Regions from separate parts of the Mus musculus genome. Here all the other regions are linked to region 6. A link is a contact called in public HiChIP or PLAC-seq and promoter capture Hi-C data. All regions are on one chromosome and are shown on one strand. Each heading gives the region's core, a stretch centred on a gene start, on an enhancer-like site or on the middle of the called end of the contact. The rest is flanking DNA. Distances are from core to core; before and after follow the strand shown. Region 1 overlaps Iqsec3 (IQ motif and Sec7 domain 3). Region 2 holds the start of A2m (alpha-2-macroglobulin). Region 3 has its middle 25 kb from the start of Iqsec3. Region 4 holds the start of Iqsec3 (IQ motif and Sec7 domain 3). Region 5 overlaps Iqsec3 (IQ motif and Sec7 domain 3). Region 6 holds the start of M6pr (mannose-6-phosphate receptor, cation dependent). Region 7 holds the start of C3ar1 (complement component 3a receptor 1).

Region 1 (3,313 bases), core at 160-2,659, 880 kb after region 6:
AGTAGACTGAATTCCCTCACTCTCTGCTAAAGAGCTGTGTGGCCTTGGGCAAGCTGTTTGCCTTCTCTGGGCCTCAGCTATCACATATGTGTCTCTGAGGCTTTGTGTGCTGTCCCCTTTGCCTCTGTCTTTGAAATTCTTCCTCTTCCCCATGTTCCTGCCCTTGGCCTCCTGTTTCCTCACCTCTCCGGAAGCTTGTTTGGCCTCTCAGCCTCGTCCCCCACCCCACTTGCTCCCCCACCACCACTACTCCCCCACCCCCCTTGCCCAGCTCAGCACCTGGTATTAAAAAGATGTTCTGTGGTAGAACACATTTGTAGCTTATGGGGCTCTGGGCTTTATCCCCAGCACCACAGGAAGGTGAAGTTAAACCTCAGGGAGGGGCCTTTTAAATTTAATAAAACCCTAGTCGTTCCAGAAGGAAAACGAAGTATGAAATGCCACAATAAATATCACTGTTCGGTCAACTTAAAAGTTAATTTAAAGTGTATGCAAATATGAGAGCTATTAGGGAAAAAAATCCAAAGAAAATGTTTGGAGACTGAAAAGGAGGAAGAATGGCTTTGTGACAAAGAGAGATGGGGATGAACCTGAAGCTTAAACCGGGTCCTATTACTGTTCGTAATTCTTTGGGAGAGAGGGATTACTATTCTGACCCTGTGGTTACCCACGATCACACAGAATCCAGCAGTTCTCGGGTTTGGGAGTGTGGGTAACCATGGTCTCCTCTGTCTTCCCCCACCCAGGTTTTCCTGTCCGCCAACTGAAACCTGGAAGCATTTCTCTGATTCCTTCTGTCATCTCCATCCTTAACCCTTACTGAGACCCTTTAACTTCTCCCCAAATCCCACCCTTTCCACCACCCCACGTAAGGCCGGGCCAGCCTGCCTCTTGCCAGCACCCCTGGGCCACCTCTTGCCAGCTCCCGCTTCAGCTGCGCCCCTCCACCCTGGCCACCACAGCACGGCTGAGTCATCTCTGCCAAGTGCACTTGTGATCACGCTGATCTCTTCTCTGCTTGAAGCCCTTGATGGCTGCCTTGATGTGCAGCACAAAAGCTTTTCTGCACCCCCCCCCCCCCACCACAGACCCAAGCTCACTCCAGGGTCCCTACTGTTCCTTTCCACAGTCCCTGAGACCCCCTGGCTAGCCTGTTTGCCTCTGGTTCTTCACACAGGCTGTTTCCTCCACTGGAAGTGTCAAACCTAAGCTGGCTCCACTGTGCTTCTCAGGTGGTCTCAGTTTACACTTTGGTCCATCCGGAAGCTCCAAGCTGGGTGAGCGCGTGGAGCGCGCCCACGGCTTACACGGCTGACTGGGAGTCTCCCCACTCACACAGACAAGGACCGTGTTGTTCTCTGGCTCTTGCCCAGCTGGATGGACTATCCTTTGAATGCTCACAGTGCGGGGGAGGGAGAGCGTGGGTGGGAGGGGGGAGGGCAGAGGTTGCACTTCATAGTACAATCTACATGGACAGCTATGGAGTGGAACACTAGCTGCGGCTCTGCTCTCAGCCACAGTTCTGCACTCAGCATAGCCCCTGGCTTCTAGGAAATGCTCAGCCTGGAATGAGCGAGTGAAAGACATCTGCCCCAAGCTTCCCTGCACCTCACTGACCCCTTCCCCAAGACCCTGCCCCAGGAAGAGGACCCCTTACCCAACTCCAACACCCTTTACCCCTTCTGCCCTGGTCTGTTCACTTCCTCTTGCAATGATCCTTGTGGGTACAATCTAGGGACAGAGAGACAGAAAGAGCAAGCATGCATGCTCCACATCCCCTCTAGGAAAGCAGCTAGACCCTCTGGACTATAGAGGGCCTGATGTGATTCCCAAATCCTGCAGCTCTCCCAGGAGTTTGTACCCTGCTCTCTGTTGTGGCTGCCGAAGAAGCCATCTTGGCTGGCTGTCCCTGTTGTAAAGCTCCCTGATCTTGCCAAACCTCAAGGCCATAGATCTGTGGTCAGCAGCACCCAGACATTGTCCCCGAATCCAGGATCCATACATGTGACATTTGGTCCCCTCTTTTGGCATATCTTCTAGACCCCAAGCTTCCAAGTCCAGCCTTACCCTGAGTCACCTTGCCAAGAAGTGGTTTGCTGTTTCCAAATTGCCTCTCCTCTCTGAGCCTGTTTCCTCATTTGTGAACTCTGGTGCTAGGCTGAAGCATCCCTAGGCTCTTTTTACTCTGAAGGAAGGTCGGATTTTTAATGTGAAGCAGAAGGGAGCCAGAGGATCAGGCTGTAGAGGGTGGGGTGAAGACAAGACTATGCAGAAGTGGTACCCACTTGGCTTCATTCACAGAGAGGGTGTTATCCTCCCCCTCTCAGTTTACTGTGAGACCTAGTGACACCATAATGCAAAACACTCAATCCCTTTTGCCACATAATTCATCTTCCTGTGGTAGACAATGACATGTGGGTGCCATCTAGGGCTATCTGAGAACCAGCTCTCTGTTAGGGGTAGTGCAAAGCCTTTGCCCTACATTGTGTCCCAGATCTGGATCTTGCTACTGTATCATACCATGGATGGGAAGACAAAGTTAAGATACAGTTAATGGTGTTAACCTGGTTCCTTCCCATCTCTGGTCATCACAGGGAATTATTTGTGTAGGCTCCACAGGTCAATGCACTCAGCCTGACCTGCTGTTCAAAGTGGGGCAGCTTTGCACACAGGGTCTCTGCTCTCAGCCTGATATTTGCAAAGTCCAGAAACTCATAACATGGCTTCAGTGTTCTCCACTGAGAAATTCAGCCAGAGGAAACCATCCCTTGGTTTGAAAGAAGACCCCACCCAGCCCAGGCTCCTTCGTACTGTACCCCTCCCCCAGCCAGCAACTCTTTCTCCACTCTCACTTGCTACCATCTCTCAGGGTTCTCATCAGGCTCAGCTGGCCTGACCTCTGAAAAGAGGGAGCATGTTCTAAGGACACTGGAGACCCCCTCACTGCTGCTCCTGGCAGAAGTGGCAGATCGTTCTCTTGGAAGCAGACAAAGCCACAATTTATTACCTATGAATTATGGGCTCAGGGGGAAGTGAATAGACTTGTTCCTTGGCCAGTAGGTCCAGCCACCCCCTGCCCCTTCCTGGGCACTCCAGCTGCCACATCACCCCTTAGCTCTCCATGCAAAGCTATTAAGAACAGATTGAAGTGACTAGGTAGGCCTGACCTTGGGCACTGCAGAGCTCTTCAACCCTATGAGACTCTGGAAATATGGAGGAGGAGGAGGAGGAGGAGGAGGAGGAGGAGGAGGAGGAGGAGGAGGAGGAGGAAGAGAGGAGAATTTGGCTCCCAGCCTAGACCAGAGAGCAAGTC
Region 2 (3,487 bases), core at 169-2,668, 670 kb after region 6:
AGATGTGGCTCATGACTTGGGAGGCCGAGACGGGGATGCTGTCAGACATAATTAACATAAATCCTGTCTCAAAACAAACAACCACAAAACAAATGGACAACCACAATAAAATAATAAATAAATAAATAAATAAATAAATAAATAAAATGTGTAGGTTCTTTTTGTAATGCTCAAAAATTCTAATTTCTGTGCCACTTACTATCCAGAAGTTTATACTATGATTTCCTTATGCTTAAAAATATCTCATGATCAACTATCATTTTTATTAACATATATGTGTTATATATATATGTTAATATTAATATAAATATGAAATATTACCTGTGGGTATATAAATTTAACAGTAACTCTTCCTTTATATGTGTGACCATAAATTTGTAAGTGTTAAATGTTTTCTTATGATTGGATTATTTTCAGAAGTCCTAGTACATAACTTACTAAAAAATATATTCATGATTCATACATTTATATTGAGAATTGTGTGCTCTCTTCTTCCACCGTGGTGCTCTCACCTTTAGCTGGATATTCCCCATTAAACAAGTAACATTTGTCTTATGTGTAAATAGAAGCCCTAAGAAAAAGTTCCCAATAACTATGTCTTTGTCACTGTTTCTTGTACATCTTCTTGTATGACCTGCTCTGTCTGTCTATCTGTCTCTCTACATTCCTTGGTTCGTTTCTTTGGAGCACAGATTTCATCGCTAGCTGATTTGCACAATAGTTTTTTTGGTTTTGGGGTTGTTGTTGTTGTTGGGGGTTTTTTTGTTTTGTTTTGTTTTGTTTTGTTTTGTTTTTTCCTGTAACAAAAGTCGTTTACATTTTCAGCATCAACATCAACCTTTGAAATCATTCCTAGAGATTTTGAAAAGAAAAAAATCTTTGTTTTATCAAACGCCCTGAGGAATGTAAAGGAAAAAGCAAGGGCAAAGTCTCAGCAGAGCCACAGGAGGTCCTGAAGACAAGAGTACCTACAAAGGTTCTGTGTGTCACCGGGGAGTTTGGATATTCCGAAATCCAGAGAGCTAAAGAGAAATGATTAAAACTGAGATGAGGAGGAATAATGAGTGAGGAGGATTTGTACAAATCTCGGCGCTCTAAGGAACCTAGGAGATGAGAAAGAAGGTCACGGTTTTGTAAGAAAGAAACGAGTAAACAGAAGCCTTAAATTCAAGTTTCTGGCGTTCGGTGGACTCACGGTTTCTGTGGTGCTGAGGCATTTGTGGGCAGCAGCAGCAACAGCAGCAGCAGCAGCGGTGGCGGCAGCGGCAGCAGGGCCAGGCTTGGGAGCCAGCGCTTCCCCATGCTGCAGAGAGGACTGGAGACCTGGCTGCCTTGCACCCTGCTCCCCGCCAGAGATCTGGTCCTGAACGTGCTGAGGAGCAGCTAGGCTTTATGCAAACAGCGGGTTCCACCCACACGAGTTCTCTGAACAAAGCTGAGGTTTTTTGAACATTCTCTGAAGGGGTCATTGATGGCCTAGTTACTGCCAAGGTTAATTCCTGACCCGTTAGCCGGAATTCCCAGAAGGATTAAGCACTTTCCTGTTACTGCTCACTTTTTCTCCGTTGTACAATAAAGTTGATAATCGCCTTCTCCTCCCCCACAGCCACTTATTGATGCTCTGGGCTCCTGTCTGGAGAGTTGGCAAGCAGGCTGCAGCTTAAGCAGTACTGGAGAGGTTTGAATAATTCAAGTGTGCCAGCAAGTTCTGAGCCACAGAAGGTCTGTCTGTCTTTCACGCAAAGCCCATGTTTAGCTCCCTTCCATGAAAGGAATTTTGAACCAAACTAGGAAGTAGGTATTGACTTTAGAGGTATTGTTATACATTAGATTGACTGAAAATGAAGTATCAGGGCCAGGAGAAATGACTGTTTTGTAAGTTTCCTAATGCTTACCTATAATCCAGGTGCTGGAGAACAGGAGATAGGAGGGTCCTGGGCTTGCTGTCTACCCTAAACAGTGAATTTCTAAATCCCAGGATATCACCGCATGGGCCTTAACCTTCACATACACTCATTCCAGTTTAAGGTGAAAAGTAACCAGTATCAGAAACCCCACTTTACTGTGCCTAACAAAGATCCCAGCTGCCTTTGCCATCCACTCAACAAATGCTTTTGTGCAACACTCCCCTCTCTAGTCTCTGGAATTGTCCTGGAGGCAATTTCATTGATTCATGCATCCATCTACTTGTTCTTGCAGCTTCTTGGTTATTTATAACCATTTATTGATCCTCCTTGGCTAGAACCTAGCGATAGAATGTCAGATAAGTAGAAGTAAGAATCCGTAAAAGTTCTATGACGTAGGGCAGGTGATAGGACGGCTTTTAAAAGCGAGTACAGTAACCAACCATTATCATTAGAGAAGTTGAAGTCTCCTCGAAGGCAGGTGCGAGGGACACATAGCCTGTTATGGGCTCCTGGAAACAACTCGGAAGGAAGCAGAAATCTAAAGTAAGCTGTGAGTTCTGAGTGGTGGTTAGACAGAGAAGGAGATGAGCAAGGGGCATTCTAATCCTTAAAATGACACACATATTCAGTAGTAATGAAGCTCTTAAGGAAATGAGATTTCTTTGTCCTGAAGGAAAAGCTTAACTATTTAGGAGGGTGGTCAAGGGAGTTGGCTTTAAATCAGAGAAGATCTTTGGCAAAATACTTAAGCTCACATCTGATCCTTGAAGAGATCAATCTTACTGAAATATAGAGAGGTGACAAAGGAAATAATCCAGAAGACGGGAGAATGGGTGGGTGACAAGCGGGTGATACCCGGACATTCACCGTGGACGTGGAAGGGGGCTACAGAGTGGCAGCGTCTTTGAGAGAGAAGATTATAGGGAATAAAAACGTGTTTGTTTTAATTTCCCAGCTGGTCAGTAACTGAGTAAGACGAGAAACAGACAGGCAGGAGCAGAGGCAAGGACAGAGGGCTGGGCCGAGAGAACGCACAGTTTTAGACCGTGCTTGTGACCTATCCATGTACGCTGTTCCTGGTAAGTGTGTTCTAGGAGTGAAGTCTGCACCCTGACTTTGTGTGTCACTGCTCCTGTGAATCATGGCCACATTCAGCTATCGATGTCCTGGGTCGTAACTCAAAATTGGGATTATGTTGTTTCTTTGTGGACAGAATCTTGAAAACAGGCAGGATTTCTTGTAGGTTAAAGTTAAGTTGCCTGAATATGTGAAGTGCTTAGATTCACCTGCTTGCACAGGCTGTAGGAAAGAATAGTGGTACTCAGAAGATGCTACCACAAGATGCTGAGGGAAAAAAAAACAAACACTCAGGGCAAGGGCATGAGGAACATCTGTTAAGTGATAGGAAGAGGCAGTCAGATAGAGCAAAAGTTAGGATGGAGGGAGCTCAGGGGTCTCTGAGTCCCAAGAAAAGGATCATTCCAACAAGAAATTCATGTTACTAGATCAGTGTGATTGTGAACTCACACCAAGACATCAGTAACAATAGCATTAAAAATGAAAAAAAAAAAACAAAGGAC
Region 3 (3,443 bases), core at 143-2,642, 810 kb after region 6:
AGAAATTGGTAAGGAAAACATTATCTTCATTCTCTCTTCAGGTAGAGAAAAATATGGCTTTGAGATTTAAACACCTGGCCAAGGTCAGCATCTCTTTATTTATTTCCCCTCCTCTCTCCTCTCTTTCCCTCTCTTTCTTCCTCCATCCCCACTTCTCTCTTTCAGACAAGGTCTCACTATTCAACCCTGTCTGGCCTGGAACTCACTAGGTTGAGAGTCTCAGCTTGCCTCTGCTTCCTGGATGCTAGGATCAAAGGCATACACCAGCAAGCCCAGTCCTTTATTCTTCTTTAAAACAGAAACTATGTTGCCCAGGTGGGCTTTGCAATCCTCACATCCATTCATCACCTAGTCTCAGCCCTACCTCTTAATAAACATTATTGTCAAGTGCACTGCCCCAGTACTTAGAGAGGAGCCTCTCCTGTGCTCTCAGAGGACGTCTGCACTTAGTTTGGAAGAAGTCATCCCTCAGACCTGTTCACACTTACTGGCATGTAGCAGGGAGTGAGGGAGTAAGATGGACTCCACAAAACCACAATGCAGCCTCCTCTGCAGTGACTGGCTTTCCTGGGCACCTCCTTCTAGACAGCTGTCAGGGAGCTTGGTTATCCCTCTCTGAGCCCAGAATGACCCAGTTGAGCACCTTCCGGCTCTTCTACCAGCTCACCCCCACCTTCTGTACATGAGCTGTGGAATTAAGCAGGGGCCATGGGCCAAGCTGACTTCTCCAATAGGCACGGTGCCTGAAGCCTGCAGCAAGATATTAATTAATATCAAAAAGAAAAGCAAGCTTTGGAGGCAGAAAGATGGTTCAATACATAACGTTAATATACACATACACTATCATAAAAATATACTTTTAATGCAATAAGTCGTCAGTGTCCGTTGTGCGAAGTCAGAATGAGGTTGATGAATCAGCATTAAGGATGCAAGAAAGGAACAAACATATGTCTGTGTTTGTGCATGCACGCACATGTCTGCATATCCAGGCAGAAATTGGGGATCCAAGACTTTCCTCTCAGCTCTAAGGCTCTTAGACTTAAGGTCATACCCAGAGGGTCTGGTTGACCCATCTTGCTATTCTGCGCGAACCCAGGAATCTAGAAGCTGCTCCCAGGAGCCTAGCACCCTGCCTAGATTTGCATTACAGATGCTGCGCCCTGCTCTTGCTGGTTGTGCCCACAAATCCCACACATGCAGGAGCTGGGCCCAGGGCCGCAGGATTAATCCTTGCAACAGCTCAGGGAGGATTAGCTGAGCATCATGAAGCAGAGCAGCAGTGGCCATGGCAGCAACAGCATGAGCCTCTTCCCAGAGAGAGAGCTGGGTGGCTGCCTGGAGAGGGCTGGGGCACTGCTGATGCTCAACAGGAGCTGCCCGGCGCCAACAGGAAGGAGGAGGCCCTAAGGGGTGGGACTAAATGTCAGAGGTGGGATTATGCAAATCAAGCCAACGCTAGCCAGAGATCTGAAGCTTGAACGAAAAATTATCAACCTGAAGGAAGGAATTTAAATGATGAAAAATTTAAAGTGTGAAATGCGAATGGATGCCTTAAGGCCCTTATTTAACAACCAGATTGTTCCAACAGAGCGAAGCACATGTGTAAAGCTGCCCACCTCCACAGGCACCAACACTATCTAACTCATTTATCAGAGGCTTTATTGTACTCCTCATGGTTAATATGGTCCCCACCTTTTATGTCGAAGGGACCTTGAAAGACCTCCATTCTCAGGACTGATGAAAATCATAATCTGGGATTTTGAGGTATTGCTAGATAAGAAAGCAATTGTCTCTGACTCTAAAAGTTCAATTTCTTGAGCATGAATAGTCAGTAGGAGATTTCCCTTCTTTGTGCGCATGTGTTTATACTCAGAGATGGCAGTTCAAACGGAAGATGGTCTAGGTGGGAGGATAACACCAGAGCTGGGTGGCAGAGCTGGGACCAGGCAACAGGGGGACTATCCTGTATGGCTGCTTGTCACATGTATATGCTGAACACTCAGAATGATAGCCTTGTGACAAAGCACCTGAGCTGTCCTGTTAACATGAATAATGCTAAAATAAAAATTAAAACTGATACTCCACTGGGTTATTTGGAAATTCATACGTATGGATGAGACCATTTAAATCTGCTAATCTACATTTCCAATGTAAACCTGCAGTCTAAATACGGAACATGAATTTCCAATAAAAACTTAACATATAAACTGAGATGTGCTATGATTCTAAAATAACCCAAAACTTCTAGGGTTTAATATTTTTAAAAAGATATTTTTCAAGTCCTTCATTAATATTTTCATATTAATGTGTGTTGGAATGATGATGTTTGGACTATATTGGGTTAGATTATTAAATTTAATTTCACTTAAAATTGTAATGTAACTACCGGAGATTTTAACTACACTCATTGCTCATATCATCTTTATATTGGGCAGAACTCCTCCAGTCATCAAGACTAAACAGAGGGACACAAATCTAGCCAGGAGTGGAGGAAAAGAATTAGCAAAGCAGAGAAAGGATCTTTAGGTGGCTTGGCAGGATGAGGGTGCAGAGCCGACTCCAGCAGACAAAGTTAATATCTTCTTACACGGAGCAAGCCACAGCCTATTATGTGGTTGGCGCCAAGGCCTGTTTGCATAAAACCAACAGCCCATGCTGGGAGGTGTTTTCCCTCAAATTCCCAGTATTACCGCCATGTTCCAGTCACAGAGGAGTCAATGAATATTTTGCCGGAGTATTAATTATGTTCTTATTACTCTGACAAAGTACTGATGGAAGCATTTCAAGGGAAAGAAGTGTGCTTCAGTTTATAGTCCTGGGGATACAGCCCATCATGGCAGGGTGGGCGTGGAGGCAGGAGTTCAAGGCTGCTGGTCACATTGTGTCTACAGTCAGGAAGCAAAGAGAGATGAATGCTAGTACTAGGTCATTTTCTCCCTTTCCCCATTTCATTCAGCCACTTTATTGAGAGTTTACTCACTCCAGGACATGGAATGGTGCTGTACACATTCAGGGTGAATCTCCCCTCACAGACATAGTGTGTCTCCTTTATAATAGAATAGACATCCTCTCAGGTTGATGATCAAAATAACTGTAACAGCTTAGCAGCATACTCCTGCCCAAGTAGGCCCCAGATTAGAAGCCTATTCTGAAGTATCAGTACCTTGAGTATGTTCATAAGGTTAGGTGACAATCACCACTAGATGAACCCAAAACCTGGTTTGTTTTTGGAGACAATACCTTGCTATATAGCTAAGGGTAGCCTGGAACTTGCTGTGTAATCCAAACTGGTCTCAAAGTTGTAAAAACTCCTCCCTCAGCCTCGGGAGGGTCAGGATATAAGCCACTGTATTCTGTTCCCAAACTTTGCCATCACGGATCTTTTTCCCCTACCGGCTCCTAGCACCCACAAGTCTACTTTCTTTCTTATGGACATCTTTATT
Region 4 (3,386 bases), core at 686-3,185, 840 kb after region 6:
GAGCTCAGTGAACTTTTCTTTCTTAAAATAAAAGCGCTACTTCTCTGCTCTCATGTAATTCTGTAACTGCAAGTTCATGCCTGGATGGCCTGTGATTCCGAGGTTTATTTCTTTCTGAGAGTTAAGAGTTATTGTATAACTTGCTTGTGCAGATGCTGGACTGTGACTTCATGTGTGCATAGTGCTTTCTGCTGAAATAGTTATGTGGGGTTTTTCAGGAAAAATAATGAGTCTGAGGAAAATAATAAAAAGGCTTTTGATTATGTATCATTGTATAACAAGGAAGTGTGTAACCAATAAAGACTGCAGTGAACGAGAGAGAGAGAGAGAGAGAGAGAGAGAGAGAGAGAACCAAAAGCTGTCTCCGAGCTCAGCTTCAGAACAACAGTGAGTCACTTGTCAGCTTGCACCTGCAAAAAAAGAAAAAAGTGCTAAACAACAAAAATGTCCACCAACAGCATCAGCAAATAAAGGAAGAAAAAAAAAAAAACTATGCTATGTCTGTTGTTGATACCACTCCAAAATAAAAAAGAAATTAATGGTATTTGTAACGGAATGGAGGGACCACATACATATCAGACACAAGCAAGTATACATTATGTGACTTCGTTAATATTAGATTCCACAACAGGCAAAACTAATGTGTGTTTAGAGGAAGCAGATGAGTGCTTAGCTGGGGCTGGGGACAAGAAGTTGAACAGAGCAGAGGGGTGCTTATTACACGTAACAGTTTTTTTGTTTGTAGTGATGAGCGATCGGGTGTATACTGTCAAAATCCACGGAGCTGTGTAGTCAGAATGAGCGCACACTGTTGCATATGAATTATTACTCCAAATACCCTGAGACCTCATTTCTAGAGAAAAATCTAGCCCTAGCAGCCTTCCTGCCTTAATTTTCCTCCTGGCTGACCTAGTATAATGCTGCATCTAGTGGATGTTATGTGCAAAAACTGAAAAATTAACAGATAATTCCATGTTGATTCATGTCTCTGAGCTTCCAGGAAAACCCCTCCCTCCTCAAATGTTAATTCTTCCAAGAAGCATTCCGGAGATCCCCAGACTGGTGACTCCTACAACACTCTGATCACAGCTCTGTCTTACTCCCACCTTTCAAAATTAATTATTAAGTCTTTGATCCACTGCTTATAAGCTACAAGAAGCCAACAAATCCATCCTGGTAGTTTTTATTATATCATCTCCTAGTCCAGTATTTACTAATTGCATGTGCTTCCTAACTGTCAAAAAGAATGGTTGCTTCAGAAGGTTCTGGAAGCGGGAACCTCAGAGGTTCTATTTGGTTTCTGTTCCTGTCAGAGAGGTCCAAAGAGCCATGAGATCTCATTTCCAGAGAAAAATCCCTGCATGTGCAGCCTTCCTGCCTTAACTTACCCCCGCCAGAACTAAGCAACAGACACACGCCTTGTTCTCTAGGGTCTCATAACTGTTCACGGACATCCTACAGAGCAAATTGTTGAGCATCAAAAAGGCAGGTGTGTCTCCTCCCTAGAAGGTCTTAAAAATGGGCCCTGCCTCTGAGGTGCCTAGATACAGGAAAACGTGACTGTGACCTTTTAGAGCTGGGTGCCTGTACTTCTCTATGTCTTTGGCAGCTTCCTTTATTCTTCATCTTTCTCTGGCGGCTTCCTTTTTGTCTTAGTTCTATAGCACTTTCCCAGCGCTTCTGCTTGGGTTGGCTCTTCCTTCTTCCCTGGTAGGACTGATCTCCATCCTGGATTTTCATAGAGTATTTTGCTCGACCCAGCCTCTTCCCCTCTGCTCCCCATCCCCACCCGCCTCTCCTACGCCCCCGCGGGAAGCAGGGTTCCTCACGAAGCCCAGAGGTGGGAGGTGGGCCCTGGCGCCGGTCCGCCCCTCAGTGCGTGTGCGAATGCCTGTGTGGCGGTGACGCGCAGGCGACGGCGGGAAGGGGAGGGAGAGAGAGGGAGGGAGGCCACCGACCGCCAGAGCTGCTGGGCTGCTGGGCTCCTGCGCGCTCACGCTCCCCGCCGCCCGCCTAGGCGCAGGCAGGGCGCAGGCGGCGGCGGGCGGCATGGAGAGCCTGCTGGAGAACCCGGTGCGCGCCGTGCTCTACCTCAAGGAGCTCACGGCCATCGTGCAGAACCAGCAAAGCCTCATCCATACCCAGCGCCAGCGCATCGATGAGCTGGAGCGGCGTCTAGACGAGCTGAGCGCGGAGAACCGCAGCCTGTGGGAACACCAGCAGTTGCTGCAAGCCCAGCCTCCGCCTGGGCTGGTTCCCCCGCCGCCGTCTGCCCCACTGCCTGCTCCTGCAGTCACTGCTCCGGCCGCCGCTGCGGCCCAGGAACCGCTTCAGGACCACGGACAGCTCATACCCGCTTCACCGGAGCCGCCGCTTCAGCACCACGGTCAGCTCCTGGCGCAGCCCCAACCTGCACCCAGCAGCAGGGTTCAGACTCCTCAGTCGCCCCACCAGCACCCGGTGGCACCCGGGGCCATAGCTGACAAGGAGAAGGAGCGTCCCTCGAGTTGTTGTGCTGCCGCGGGAGCCCTGCTTCAACACGCATCCCCCGCCGCCCTCGGCAAGGGCGTCCTGAGCAGGAGACCCGAGTGAGTGGGGACAAGGAGGTGGGAGAAGCAAGTGGGTGTGAGGAAATGGGAAATCTGTGTGTAAGAGTGAAGGACTTGAGCACTGTGAAGTGAAGCGGGCAAAAATGCCTTGGGTAAAAAAATGTGTCAAGGAGAGTCCCGCAAAGGAGGGCTTGAGATCCGCGTTGGAAGGTCTGTGGTGGTTGGAGCCAAAGGAAGTATTTGGACCATCTTTGGAGCAAAAAATGAGAGGAATGGGCTTTAACTGGTTGGGGATAATGATAACTTCCAGAAATTAAGGGAGATAAAATTGGGAGGAAGTTGGGGGCAAAAAAATTAAGCCAAAGCAGGGGACCATTGAAGGATTTAAGCTAGGAAAAATTCGGAAGTGAGTTTGCATAGTACAACTGTTTAAATAAAGAGTGAGACACCAAAACAGACTTGATCAGGAAGTTTAAGCGCTTTATAGGGGCTGGGGTCCAGCAGCAAGGATTAGAGTGGGTAGGATAAAGCAAAGGACAGGAGGTGGGGGGGGAACGGGAACAGGCAGGGGAGCTGGATACAGGAAGATGAATGGTGGGAGACAGCGCTGCCCAGGGGAAGGAGCTGGCTCTTTATCTGATGCAGTGGGAGTCAGAGCCAGGAGTGGCTCACTTGGGAAAGCTTTCTCCCTTCTGACCCAAGTGAACATCTTTATGCTGAGCCTCTATAGTGCCAAGGCATACGCAGAAACAACCCTCCAGACTCCTGGATGTCTCTGTTTCAGCTTGAGGACTCACCTGGCTGGAGCTCTCCACTGACTCAGAAGCTTATCTGGGT
Region 5 (3,588 bases), core at 6-2,505, 900 kb after region 6:
CCTGTATTCCAGTGCCAAGCCCACATTTGATCCGGAACATGTGGGGCACAGGTTTTGTGTTGAACCATGCAGTGAAAGCTAATTACCACCCTTCCCCAGAGACAGGGCATGGCAGACAATGGGTGAGTCGGTGGGGGAATAAGAGCTTCAGACCTGGGCCTGCTGCTGTGGCCTGTGCTAGAAACCAGGCTAGGGAGTAAGCTGGCAACCTTGGCACCCAGGCTTGAGCCAGACCCATATCGGCTAGTATGTCTGTTGAGAAGGGGCTGGTGGGTAGATTTTAAGAAAGAGCTGTCTCTGATTCTGGGTGCTAGGTAGCTTGGGGAAGGTGCTCGCTTAGGTCCTGTTGTCTTATCTGTAAGATGAGAAAGTTGGGCTGTGTGATCTCAGACGTCCCCTTGAGTTCTGTGAAATCTGTCATCTTTCCTGTTCCTTAGAGCATTTGCTGATTCATTAGGGCAGATGAGTCTCTGCCCTAAATGTGGAGACCATGCTTTGTCATCCTGTCAGAGTCTCAGAGATGTCCTCAGGCTTGAGGGCAATGCTGGGGCTTCAGGGAAGAGTGAGATGACCATTCATTATTCATTTAACAAACATTGAGTGCCTGTTCTATACTAAGAATAGACCTGGACTGGGGCATTCTGTATGTGTGAACAGGCATGGCTCATGGTCTCAGGAAACGAACACACCTAAACATGGATGATGAGAGAATATATTTTTTAAGCCAATAAGAAGACAAGGGTTTTTCTACTGGCATCCTGGGTGTGGGGCGAAGGGTGAAGTACAGAGGAGAGGTACTATGCCACAAATACCTTACGTCCCATGCTTTATTCAGCAGGTACAAATCCTGCCCCAGAATCTGAACTTCTGACACACTCAGCCCCTGGACTGACTCAACCCCACAGAAAAAGAGCCCTGTACCCCAAGTTCATAACTCCCTAGTTTGTGCCTGAGATATGGCAGCATCTTCCTACAAAAAGCCAGCAGGACATGGAGAAACAAAGAGAGTCAGGTGTCAGCCTCAAGAGCCGGGACACTGGAAGCATTGGTGTCTCCCCACCACTCCAGTCTGCGCCGTGGAAACATTAAATAATCAACTCTTCCCTCCGCACTCCCATGGGCTGCAGCACAGGAAGTAACAGCTGTCTGGTGTGGCTTTGCCCAGGCTGCAAAAGCTTCGCTGGGATATTCTACAGCCCTGGCCTCCCCTGCCCCTGCATGAAGGCATTCAGCAAGTCACCTCTATTCTGTACACAGCTGTTTGCCAAACAAAAGGACATAAATCGCCCCTGTCTGAGACTGAGGCATGCCAAGCCACAGAGTTCCCCAGCAAGCGGCAGTGGGAGGGAAGATGGAGTTAGAATGACTCTCTGAGGGGAAATTCTTATTTCAGAGGCAGCATTCAGACCTGTGAGGCTGGGAAAAGAAAAGGCTGGGAAAACAGAGCAGGAGCTGCCTCAGATGCTTGCCCAAGCTGAGCATACCCCCATGGGCCCTGATCCCAGAGTGAGTTCCTGGCGCCTGATGGTTCTGGGCTCTGGGCTCATTTTCCCAGAAGACACATTTCATTTGAATGGGAAGTGTCACAAGTTCATGTATCTGATCCCAAGCTGGCACTGTTGTCGTAGAGGGTTGTAAAATCTTTTAATATCTGCCTGGTTTGCAGATACAGGGTGTGGAGGGTAGAAGCTTATAAAACCTGTCCCTGGTTCTGATCCTATCTCTCTGCCTTCTGACTAATACTCTTCCTGTCTTTAAGCTTACTAACCAAGCTTTCCCAACCACGCTGAACTGTATCCTCTCAAACCATGAGCCAGAAAAAAATCCATTCTCACTTAGGTTATTTCCTGTTGGGTGTTTGATCACAGTGATGAGAAAAATAGCTAATCCAGAAAATTGGTTCTGAGCAGTGGGGCCATGACACTAATAAGGCTGACTATGTGCCTATTGGGCCTTAAGACCTGGTGACAAGAAGAGAACATGGAAGAGTTTGGAGCTTTAGGCTCAAGAAGTCTTAGAAGACTGTGGGTAGAGCTATCACAGTTACTGATTAGAAGAGCAAGATGCTGATTGAAACACAAACAACGAAAAGTCCAGCTCCTGAGGCTGCAGAAGTGATCAAAACTCTACCAGAACCTGGACTAGAACCAGATGCTACATCTGTCAAAGCATCTGGCTGGGTCCTACCCAGACTCTGAGCTTTCAGTGAGACTAGATTTAGAAGTAGTAGACCCTGGTTTCGAGGCAGCATAGCATTAGAGCAGTATGGCATAGTTGTGACTCACTGCAAATATAACAGATGCCGTCCTGAGGCCACTGTGAACCCCAGATGCTAGATGTGAAGGTGCAAGGATTGGCATTTGCCGAGCTAAGCCTCAGTGTTGTGTTGTTCCCATCCTTCCTTGCCAGAAATCCGTGACTTGTCTTTGGATTTCACAGAGGTTCACAATTAAGAGACTCAGAAGGGATTTTGGAATTTGGAATTTTGAGCACTGTTGGAACCATAAGCCTTTAGTGACTTTTGTGGTTGGTTATACTGAATGCATTTGGCATTTTGAAAAGGCGTTTACTGGGGGCTAGAGGTAGGATATGGTGGTCTGAGTGTGAAATGTCTCCCCCAGGCTCATATGTTTGAACACTCGGTTCCCAGCTCACGGTGCCCTTTTGGAAGATTGCAGAACCTCTTGGACTTGGGGCATAACTGGAAGACAAAGGGCTCTAAGGGCAGAACTAGTTGGTTATAGGTCCTGTCCCAATCTAAGCTCTCTGCTTCCTAATCCTCTAAGATGTGAATAAGATGTCTGAAGCTCCCAAGATCACCAGGCTGCCCGCTACCATTCCCTATTGTGGTGGACTGTGTTTCCCACAAACTGCAAGCCAAAATAAGCCCTCCCCCTCCTAAGTTGCTTCTTGTCAGGTATTTGGTCACAGTGCAAGAAAAATGACCAATATAGAGTGAATTCTAGTAGGCTTACCATCAAGTAAGATTAAAGCTATCAAAGGGCCATGCCCACTCTAAGGTATTAGCTATTTGTTTTTGCATCCATGTTTGTTACATTAAAGTCATAGTGATCTGCTGGATTATGTCCTTTTAAGCGCAGGTGATGTGTTGAACTGCCTGGGACTCAGGAAGATTTCTATAAATGTTAGCTGTTTCCATTTTTATTTTCCTACCTAAAACTGAGACACATTAGAACATTCCCTCTGCTTTCTCAGAGCAGAAGAGCTTGAGTGCGCCAATTCTGGCTTGATGTCGGATCCACCCATCAGATGAGAACTTGCTAGAATTTGCCATGGAGACATGGGAAAGAACAGGATGGGACTAGCTTGTTCCGGGGACCACCCTGTATCCTGAAGACATCCCTTCTGGATGTACAAAAGAGACACCTTGCAAGTTCAGGCATATATATATGGGAGCCAAGCAGGATCTTTTAGGGCTAGCTGTGCCCACTGCTCTGCCCACCCACAGTTTTCATGTGGCTGGGAATTTAGCTCTGCTCTATTTCCTTCCTGAAGTGTCCGCTTCAGCGGGCTTGAAGGCCAGCGGATGGGAGAATGTTCTGGGCCAGCTGTGAGCAGTCTCTCTTC
Region 6 (3,770 bases), core at 76-2,575:
TGTGGTCAAACTTCTGATAAATACAGGCCCAAATAGAGAGCAGGATAAAACTGAAAGCTGGGCAGTTCCTATTTAGCATGGTCCAAAGAGATCCCCAGAGTGCAAGCACTTATAACTCTCAGACGCTGTAAAACAGGATCTTAGGCTCTTGAGAATTCCCCTTTCTTATTCTATAGAGACAGATCTAGTGGCAATGCTGAAACATTCTCTATAGGACGCCGAGTGACTAAGTTAGGGGTTGGGAAACTGCTGACCTCATTCAGCCCTGCACGCATTTTTCCACTCATGGCCGTTTTCCATTTTCTAATGGAGGGCTTTATTTTCTTCCTCCTGGTTCATTGCAGCCAACACGTTTAAGATCAGTCTCAACTGGCAGAAAGGCCCAATGTTTAAAGTGCCCCAAGGAGGTAGTTCTGTGCTTCAAAGTCTCCACAGAAACACAAGACACTCTTGTCACTCTTTTCCACACCATGCTAACAGACCTTCCTCGAACTTCTTCCAGGAGTCTGGAAATTCTCGCCTTCTATCTACTCAAAGTCATACCTTACCCCCAAATGACGCCATGACGCCACTTTACTCCCACGATACAGGTCAAAATTCTCTCTACAAGAATCCAGTTAACACTTCACACATGAGCACTTTCCTTTTCCAACCTTCAAAACATCTCAAATCCCTCTCTGATCTTGGAACTCCTCTTCCTCACTCCTAGAAGTCTGGCGTTCTCCGTTCTCATGCCTTTTGCCTCAAGTCCTCCCTAGGGCTCCCTAGCAGGATCTCCAGCCAGAACCACGGCCAAGCGAGAGTCCTGGTCCGCACCTCCTTCAGTACAGAGGTGTGCGAGGACCCCAGCCCGCTTCCTCCACGCCCCCAACACTCACGTGTCACGGGAAAACAGAGCAACCGCGGCTCAGAAGCCCCCAAGAATGTGTCTCTGAGGTTGGAAGACGCGTCCGGAGATCAGGGGTGCGGGGGCGCAGACCCCAGTCCCTCGATTCCTCTCTGAAGCCAGCGCTTCCCTAGGCGCCTCAATGCGCCCCGCTCCAGAAGCCGGAAACAGGAAGCAGCGAGAGCCTGCTGAGCAACTGCTCCTCCCACTAGACTCCGCGGCGTGTGACCGCAGAACCTTGGTTCCCTGGTCTCTCTTTTGGACGCTGATTGGTCAGCAGCCTAGTTCGCTGTTCCCCGGTCCCATCAACTCCAATCACTCGGAGATTGTCAAGATCAGTTTCTTCTTTTCGGGTCGCCTTTCTACCAATGAGGTTCGAGCTCCGCCTCCAGGGACTCTGGGCGGGCGCTCCTCATCCACGCGGGGTCATGCGCCAGGTGTCCCAATAGGTCTGAAGACAGTACGTGAGGGCGATCTGTGGAACTACAAAGAGTGTCGCTCCTTGGGCTTGCTGGGAGTTGTAGTTCCCTCGCCCGAAGCTCTCTGGGAGTTGTAGTTTCTAGGACTCTTCTGCTACCTTGGTGGCCTCTGTGAGGCGCTGTTTAGCCATCAGTCGGCTGGGCTCGCTTCTGGTTTGCAGTTGACTCTGCTACCCAGACAGTGGAATGTTATAGGTCCTGCCTGTCTTGATTTTCTTTGTTCAGAATTTTCTAATTCTTTCGGGACATAACTATTGTTACTGTTACCTGGGCAATGAATTTTCCTATTGTGGCATCTTGCTAGATAAGCATACTGTCAAAGGCATATATCAAAGGCGCCTGCCCTATGTGTGCCGGCCCTCTAGCCTGTACTTCAGTTTGGGGGGACCCGTGTCTTTGTGCCTTTGGTAAGGTCATTTGAAGACTCCTTGGATTTATTATCCACTTCTCAAGCCCTAGTTGTTCTTAGAGCTTGGTTTGAAACAATTGCGGCTTCCTGGATTCGCTCTCCAGGTTACTCATTTCTTCCTCTGAAGTTTCTTTTGGCTTTAGCTGCTCATGCCCCTTTTACTCTCACGTGCTTTTGCATGCACCTCCCTCACTCTGCTTAGATAGGGATTCATGTCAGAGGTAGAACTGTGCTTAAACTGCTAACACCGTAGTGTCCTATACTTTTTAAAAAAGTTAACTTAAAAGTTTTAATACATTTTAATTAAAGTATAATTACTTCCCCTTCTTCTGACTTTTTCCTTCTTCCATTTCTTTCGAAGGCCCCTTCACCCAGCTCTCCCCATGTCCCCCACTCAGACTGATGGTCTCATCTTCTTTAATTGTTATAGTTACAAATATTTGCATAGATACACTACAACCTGCTGAATCTGTTTATGTTTGTATGTACATGATTTCAAGGATGATCACTTTGTATGGCATAGCCTCACTTCTCTGTTAGCATATTGATATCGCCATTGTTTAGATCTTGTTTTTGCCACCATTTCTATGAGACTGTTTCACACCAGACATCCTGGTATTGCAGCTCTTACGGTTTTTCCAGCCCCCCTCTTTTTTTATGTGTCCTGAGTCATAGATGCAGGAGCTGTGATGTAGAGGTAGCCACTGTGGCTAGGCCCCTCACCACCTGCTGATCTCTGCACCGTGTCCTGTCATGGTTTTCTGTGATGGTCTGTAGTGAGAATTTTGGAATTTTGGCTTCTTTAACACAGAAAACAATTTTAAGAACATATTTCCATTTTGATCCCAGGTGTGGGATTTGGGGCTGCTTCAGATTGTCCACAACAGCTGGCTATGATATTTGCCTTGTGCTCTGACAGGGGACGTGGTTTTTGCTAGTCCCTGCTAGAGCACAAGGCAAATATGTTTGATAGTTTCTGTGGTGGTATTTGGAATTCTGAGAACTTTTCAGAGGGTATGTGCAGAGAGGCAGGGGTGGTTGTTGATCATTGGGGGTGGTGGTGGTGGTTACGGTTTGTTAGTAGTTGTGCTCAAAGAAGAAACAAGAAGGGAAATTAGATTTCAGAGATCTCATTCCTTTCCTCTCTCCCCTCTATCCTTTTTTTCCCTCCTATCTATATTAGGATGTTGAAGGAGTGGAAGAGAGGGAGAGAAGGGTGGAGGAAAGAAGAACCCACAAAGTCGCAAAGACCAGCTACAATGGTCTCCATTTGCTGTAAACAAATGCTTATTTGATATATGGTGAAATTACACTTATCTGTGGGCCTAAGGATATGATTTCGAATGCAGTTAGGAATTATGCTGACCTTGCAAATTGGTAGTACATTTTCTTCTAAGATCCTACCAGCCCTGGGAAGTTAGATTTCTAGTACCAGGTATAATTTTCCTCCTGCTGAGTGGGCCTTAAGTCCAACCAGACAGCCGCTGGTTACCACCAACATATGAGGGACATCTACTGTACCTTTATGGATGTCTTGCTATGCTGGCCATTGCGATTTATAGGTACCACAGCTGGGTAGGACTATGAATTGCCCCTTCTCTGGCACCTTGTAGAGTATTTTCTGGTACCTTGGAAGCTATACTGCAGGAATGCGGCTTTCGGGTTAGATCGAGCTCATACAGTCTGAGCCCTGTATCCTAGATGTGCTGTGTCTTCAGCAAGAGGAGCTTACCTTTGACCTCTGAGAGGCAACCGAAGGCAGTAGCCATTGTCTATGTTGCTTTAAGGGTCACTTGGACTGCCCTGACCAACCATTTTAGAGACATCGCATGCTTTCCACTGGGGGTTTTGTTAGTCTGTGGTTCTTGTGGGAAGCGTGTTCAGCTCAAGTGGCATAACTTTCATATACATAGTGTGATATATGTATATATATATATATATATATATATATATTATTTGTGAATGTGTGTGTGCATTGTGTATAATTTTAGGTAAA
Region 7 (3,613 bases), core at 1,066-3,565, 550 kb before region 6:
ACATTCCACATTATTTGATTAAAAGAAACCAGGCGAAGTTAAACAACTTTGAACTTTCTGAACTTTCTGAGTTGATCAGTGTGAAGTGGAGCCTCTGCCACAGACAAAAAATAAGCTTTATTTGTATATATGTATGTATGTATGTATGTATGTATGCATGCATGTATGTATGTGTGTGTAAGCGAACGAAAGGACAAGTCTATCTGTTTCTTTGTTTGCTTGAATAAGTATCTCATTTTGTAGCTCCGGCTGCTTGGAACCGGTGATCCTCCTGCCTCAGCATCCCAGTGCCGGTCTTACAGATGTGGGTGACCTGCCTGGTTGACCTGAGAGAATTCTTTACTTTAGGAATGCCTGTAGGGCCTCTCCTTCACCTGATGAAATGCAGCCCCAGGGCTGCAGGCTAGGGTCAGGAGCCTATCTCCTGGGTCACACTATCTCCCACCCTAGCCCTGAGCACAGCTTGCTCCATCCAGAGCCTCAAGCCTTGTAATCACTTAGGGGCTTGTTTATGGCTCACTTCTCTGGAACTACTTCCTTCGAACTTTCTTCCTAGATTCCCATAAGTGAACACATCTATATCCATTGTGTTCCATTTTATTTCTATTTATATACAAAGTATGTTTGTGTTGCAGGGTGTGTGTTTGTGTGTATCGTCAGAAATTAGAACACAGTTAACTTATTCTCATTTTGGCATAGCACAGTTTATCCATGTATCAAACATAGAGCAATACCATTTGAGATTAATTAAATGTATTTTTACAGCATTCCTCCTCAAAACCCCCTTAAGCGGAAATCTCTAGTTTCTTTGGAAAGTTAGTTCTGTCAAATGATGTTTTGCTGGGGTGCACAGGTGAAAGGATGTCTTGCTAAACTAAACATGTGAGAAAATGTTTTCCTGAAGCAGACGACGGTGAAAGGAAGTTTTGATATAGCAGACACGTGAAAGGACACTTGAGGAAAGAATGTAAATATGACTCCACAGACAGTGGGGCATGAGCACTGAGCCTTGGTTTGGTTTGCTCTGTCTCCCCATTCTTCATTCACCTTATATAGCGTGGTTGAGCTCAACTCGTGGTAATGCAGCCATTGAGAGAAACTCACCCAAGGACTTCGGTTCCTGCAGCTGCTTGCCACTTTAGCAGCCTTGCCTCAGACCAGTTGGCATTCATGCCCGGTGTCTGCTGGTGGAGAGGACTGGATTGAAGCTGCTAGCTCATGTGTGGCATCTGCCTGCCTATAGGACTGGTCTACAACTGCTGAGTTGTATTTGGTGTTTGCTATGGGACTGAACTGCTGAGAAAGAAGACGGGGATTGCGCCCACCCCCCCCCAAAGAACTATTGCTGAACAGGCCCACTTCCACCATATTCTAATAACTTTTCTTCCACTCTCTCTGCTGGGTGGTAGGTTAGAGAAGAGAATGAACCTTATAATTAAAAGTAGGTTGCAAAAAATTTATGCTACACCTCCCAACTCAGCCATCTTTTTGTTGTTGTTCTTAAATGTGTTATTTGTTCTTTAACAAGTACATATGCATTCAACCTAACTTGATCATAGCCATCTCCCGTCGTCACACACACACACACACAGTTTTTTCCTGACCTGGGGATTAACCACAAGACCTAGGACATAGCAGACAAGTGCTCACCCACAATCTATATCCCTAGATCTTTTATTACTTTTTTGTCTTGAGATAAGGTCTTGCTAACTTTCTCAAGTTGGTCTTAAAATCACTCTGTAGAGGCTGGAAAAATGGCTTAATAGTTGAGTTCCCAGCACCAAATGAGTGACTGGCAAATCTATAACTTCAATTCCAGGGACCCCCCCCCCCATGCCCTTTTCTGGCCTCCATAGGTAGCAGGCACAAATATATGTACACACAAATGGGGGGGGGGGGAAGAACTCCTACACATAAAAGAAAATCAATAGATCTTTTAAATACCCCATTCTATGGGACTGGAGAGATGGCTCGGAGGTTAAAAACAGATCCCAGCACCCACATTAGGTTCCAGTTCCAAGAAATCTAGCATCCTTTCTTGGCCTCTGTGAGCAACCATATATGGCACACACATACTGATATAAAGATAAAATAAAGCAAATTTAAAGGGAAAAAAATAAAACCTCACTCTGTAGCACAGACAAGCCTCAAATTTCTGCCTGCCTGCATCTCAGCATCTCGTAGCTAAGGTGACAGGTTCCTGCAGGAAATATCTGTGTCCTGATCGGCCTCCTCCACCCGCCCTCCTCTGTCCTTCTGCTTTTCTTATCTACGCCGGCTAAGTTTAAGAGGTGACTCATGGAAAGGCCCTTCCTGTGCAGTCAGATAGCAGTCATGATCCTGAGTTCCCTTTACCCAGGGAAAAGTCAGTGCTCAGCAACTCGTCCAATGCACTTCACTACTTCATTTTGGCTGGACCAGACAGGATTTGTTGGTGGCTCGCAGATCATCAGTCCTGGAGCCTTTGGATTCCATCTCAGTGTGCTTGGTAAGAAAACATAGATGAGCCTTATAGTTCATGCTTGGTTTAGCCTGCTGATTATGTACAATGGCTTCAAGTTCCTTATCTTCTGTTTCCTTCTATTCTTTTCCCTAAAACTTTTTTTTTTTTTTTTTGAGAGTCTTACATAGAGCCTTGGATGGTTGGGAACTCACTACATAGACTGGGCTAGCCTTAAACTCACAGAGCTATATCTCCTTCTCCTGCGATTAAAGTTGTACACAATCATATCTGGTTCTTTCCCTAACTTTTGTTTTGTTTTGTTTTGTTTTGTTTTGTTTTGTTTTGTTTTGTTTTGTTTTGTTTTTGTTTTTCGAGACAGGGTTTCTCTGTGTAGCCCTGACTATCCTGGAACTCACTTTGTAGACCAGGCTGGCCTTGAACTCAGAAATCCGCCTGTCTCTGCCTCCCAACTTTCCCAAATTTTTATTTCTCCTGTCTTATCTCCATGTCTACTTTTATTTTTATGTAAATACTATACATTCTATTTATCTTGGCTTTTAATATTTTCATTCTGAAAATAATAATGAATTTATGTTATTTATTCCCCTAGATTATAGATCATGTTTTCTTCCCTTAGTTTTGCTTCTGTAATCATTGATCACATGTACACACATTTATTTTTATGTATATATACACACACACACACACACACACACACACATATATATATGCCCATATGTGGATTCTTCTTCTGTTGCTCTCTGTAACTCTCCCGTTCTTTGAGCTATTCCTTATCAAAATAGCTGGTTCTATCATTCCATAATTATTATTTGATATTTAAATCTAATTTTTACTCATCATAAATACATTTTAGTTTCAGGTTTTTTTTTAATTACTCTGGCCAACTCAATCCTGAAATCTTTATAAAAAACTTAAACATAGAGGGTTTTTGTTTGGTTTGGTTTTGGGGGGGGGTTGCTCAGAACTTGGGGAAATGTAATGTGGTCTTGTCCTGGATGACTTTTAGGGTGTGAGCTTTCAAGGAAGATCATTTGTGATATTTAAACTATTCCTCACAGCACGGAACTCAGTTGCTCTTACATTGGAATGTTTTCCTTTCAACTTCTGTTATTTTAAATCGCTATGTCCACTTTATTATCGAGACCACAG

The links. Promoter capture Hi-C pulls out the DNA fragments that hold promoters and counts their contacts. HiChIP or PLAC-seq counts read pairs in DNA pulled down with a chosen protein or histone mark.
Region 1: a contact with region 6 is called in an H3K27ac HiChIP or PLAC-seq map of VIP interneurons, with 6 times the contacts expected there. The contact joins the enhancer-like site here to the promoter of M6pr in region 6. A contact is called at or near these places in 2 of 39 promoter capture datasets (embryonic stem cells and hippocampal neurons) and 3 of 115 datasets of contacts at active chromatin or transcription factors (VIP interneurons and embryonic stem cells).
Region 2: an H3K27ac HiChIP or PLAC-seq map of embryonic stem cells shows a contact between it and region 6, with 5 times the contacts expected there. The contact joins the promoter of A2m here to the promoter of M6pr in region 6. A contact is called at or near these places in 12 of 39 promoter capture datasets (the C10 cell line, the HPC-7 cell line, cranial neural crest and 5 more), 10 of 115 datasets of contacts at active chromatin or transcription factors (the 230-238 cell line, bone marrow-derived macrophages, embryonic midbrain and 3 more) and 1 of 9 other capture datasets (embryonic stem cells).
Region 3: a contact with region 6 is called in a promoter capture Hi-C map of hippocampal neurons, with 2.5 times the contacts expected there. The contact joins the enhancer-like site here to the promoter of M6pr in region 6. A contact is called at or near these places in 2 of 39 promoter capture datasets (cranial neural crest and hippocampal neurons), 5 of 115 datasets of contacts at active chromatin or transcription factors (bone marrow-derived dendritic cells, embryonic hindbrain and embryonic stem cells) and 1 of 9 other capture datasets (embryonic stem cells).
Region 4: a promoter capture Hi-C map of embryonic stem cells shows a contact between it and region 6, with 5 times the contacts expected there. The contact joins the promoter of Iqsec3 here to the promoter of M6pr in region 6. A contact is called at or near these places in 3 of 39 promoter capture datasets (embryonic stem cells and hippocampal neurons), 1 of 484 Hi-C or Micro-C datasets (stem cell-derived neural progenitor cells) and 8 of 115 datasets of contacts at active chromatin or transcription factors (astrocytes, bone marrow-derived dendritic cells, embryonic hindbrain and 4 more).
Region 5: a contact with region 6 is called in an H3K4me3 HiChIP or PLAC-seq map of stem cell-derived neural progenitor cells, with 5 times the contacts expected there. The contact joins the enhancer-like site here to the promoter of M6pr in region 6. A contact is called at or near these places in 2 of 39 promoter capture datasets (embryonic stem cells and hippocampal neurons), 5 of 115 datasets of contacts at active chromatin or transcription factors (embryonic hindbrain, embryonic stem cells, large pre-B cells and 1 more) and 1 of 9 other capture datasets (embryonic stem cells).
Region 7: a contact with region 6 is called in an H3K27ac HiChIP or PLAC-seq map of microglia, with 5 times the contacts expected there. The contact joins the promoter of C3ar1 here to the promoter of M6pr in region 6. A contact is called at or near these places in 1 of 39 promoter capture datasets (pre-B cells) and 3 of 115 datasets of contacts at active chromatin or transcription factors (embryonic stem cells, microglia and regulatory T cell precursor).

Annotation. Positions count from the first base shown.
Region 1 is chr6:121,422,702-121,426,014 of GRCm38.p6, reverse strand. The region is part of intron 3 of Iqsec3 (IQ motif and Sec7 domain 3); the gene reads left to right. Among named protein-coding and RNA genes, the nearest start is that of Iqsec3, 49 kb to the left of the region's middle. Within about 2 kb of position 1,409, at least 12 of the 459 cell types and tissues checked have an H3K27ac peak or open chromatin away from gene starts, as enhancers often do. A contact at or near this core is called in VIP interneurons, where this site is marked.
Region 2 is chr6:121,634,104-121,637,590 of GRCm38.p6, reverse strand. A2m (alpha-2-macroglobulin) reads right to left here and starts at 1,418. Exons shown (of 36, transcript NM_175628.3): 1 at 1,196-1,418. The coding sequence starts at 1,302.
Region 3 is chr6:121,497,205-121,500,647 of GRCm38.p6, reverse strand. No RefSeq gene overlaps it. Among named protein-coding and RNA genes, the nearest start is that of Iqsec3, 25 kb to the right of the region's middle. Within about 2 kb of position 1,392, at least 30 of the 459 cell types and tissues checked have an H3K27ac peak or open chromatin away from gene starts, as enhancers often do. A contact at or near this core is called in hippocampal neurons, where this site is marked.
Region 4 is chr6:121,472,227-121,475,612 of GRCm38.p6, reverse strand. It overlaps Iqsec3 (IQ motif and Sec7 domain 3), which reads left to right and starts at 1,935. Exons shown (of 14, transcript NM_001033354.3): 1 at 1,935-2,588. The coding sequence starts at 2,050.
Region 5 is chr6:121,405,513-121,409,100 of GRCm38.p6, reverse strand. The region is part of intron 5 of Iqsec3 (IQ motif and Sec7 domain 3); the gene reads left to right. Among named protein-coding and RNA genes, the nearest start is that of Slc6a12, 65 kb to the right of the region's middle. Within about 2 kb of position 1,255, at least 22 of the 459 cell types and tissues checked have an H3K27ac peak or open chromatin away from gene starts, as enhancers often do. A contact at or near this core is called in stem cell-derived neural progenitor cells, where this site is marked.
Region 6 is chr6:122,306,275-122,310,044 of GRCm38.p6, reverse strand. It overlaps M6pr (mannose-6-phosphate receptor, cation dependent), which reads right to left and starts at 1,325. Exons shown (of 7, transcript NM_010749.7): 1 at 879-1,325.
Region 7 is chr6:122,854,859-122,858,471 of GRCm38.p6, reverse strand. It overlaps C3ar1 (complement component 3a receptor 1), which reads left to right and starts at 2,315. Exons shown (of 2, transcript NM_009779.2): 1 at 2,315-2,488.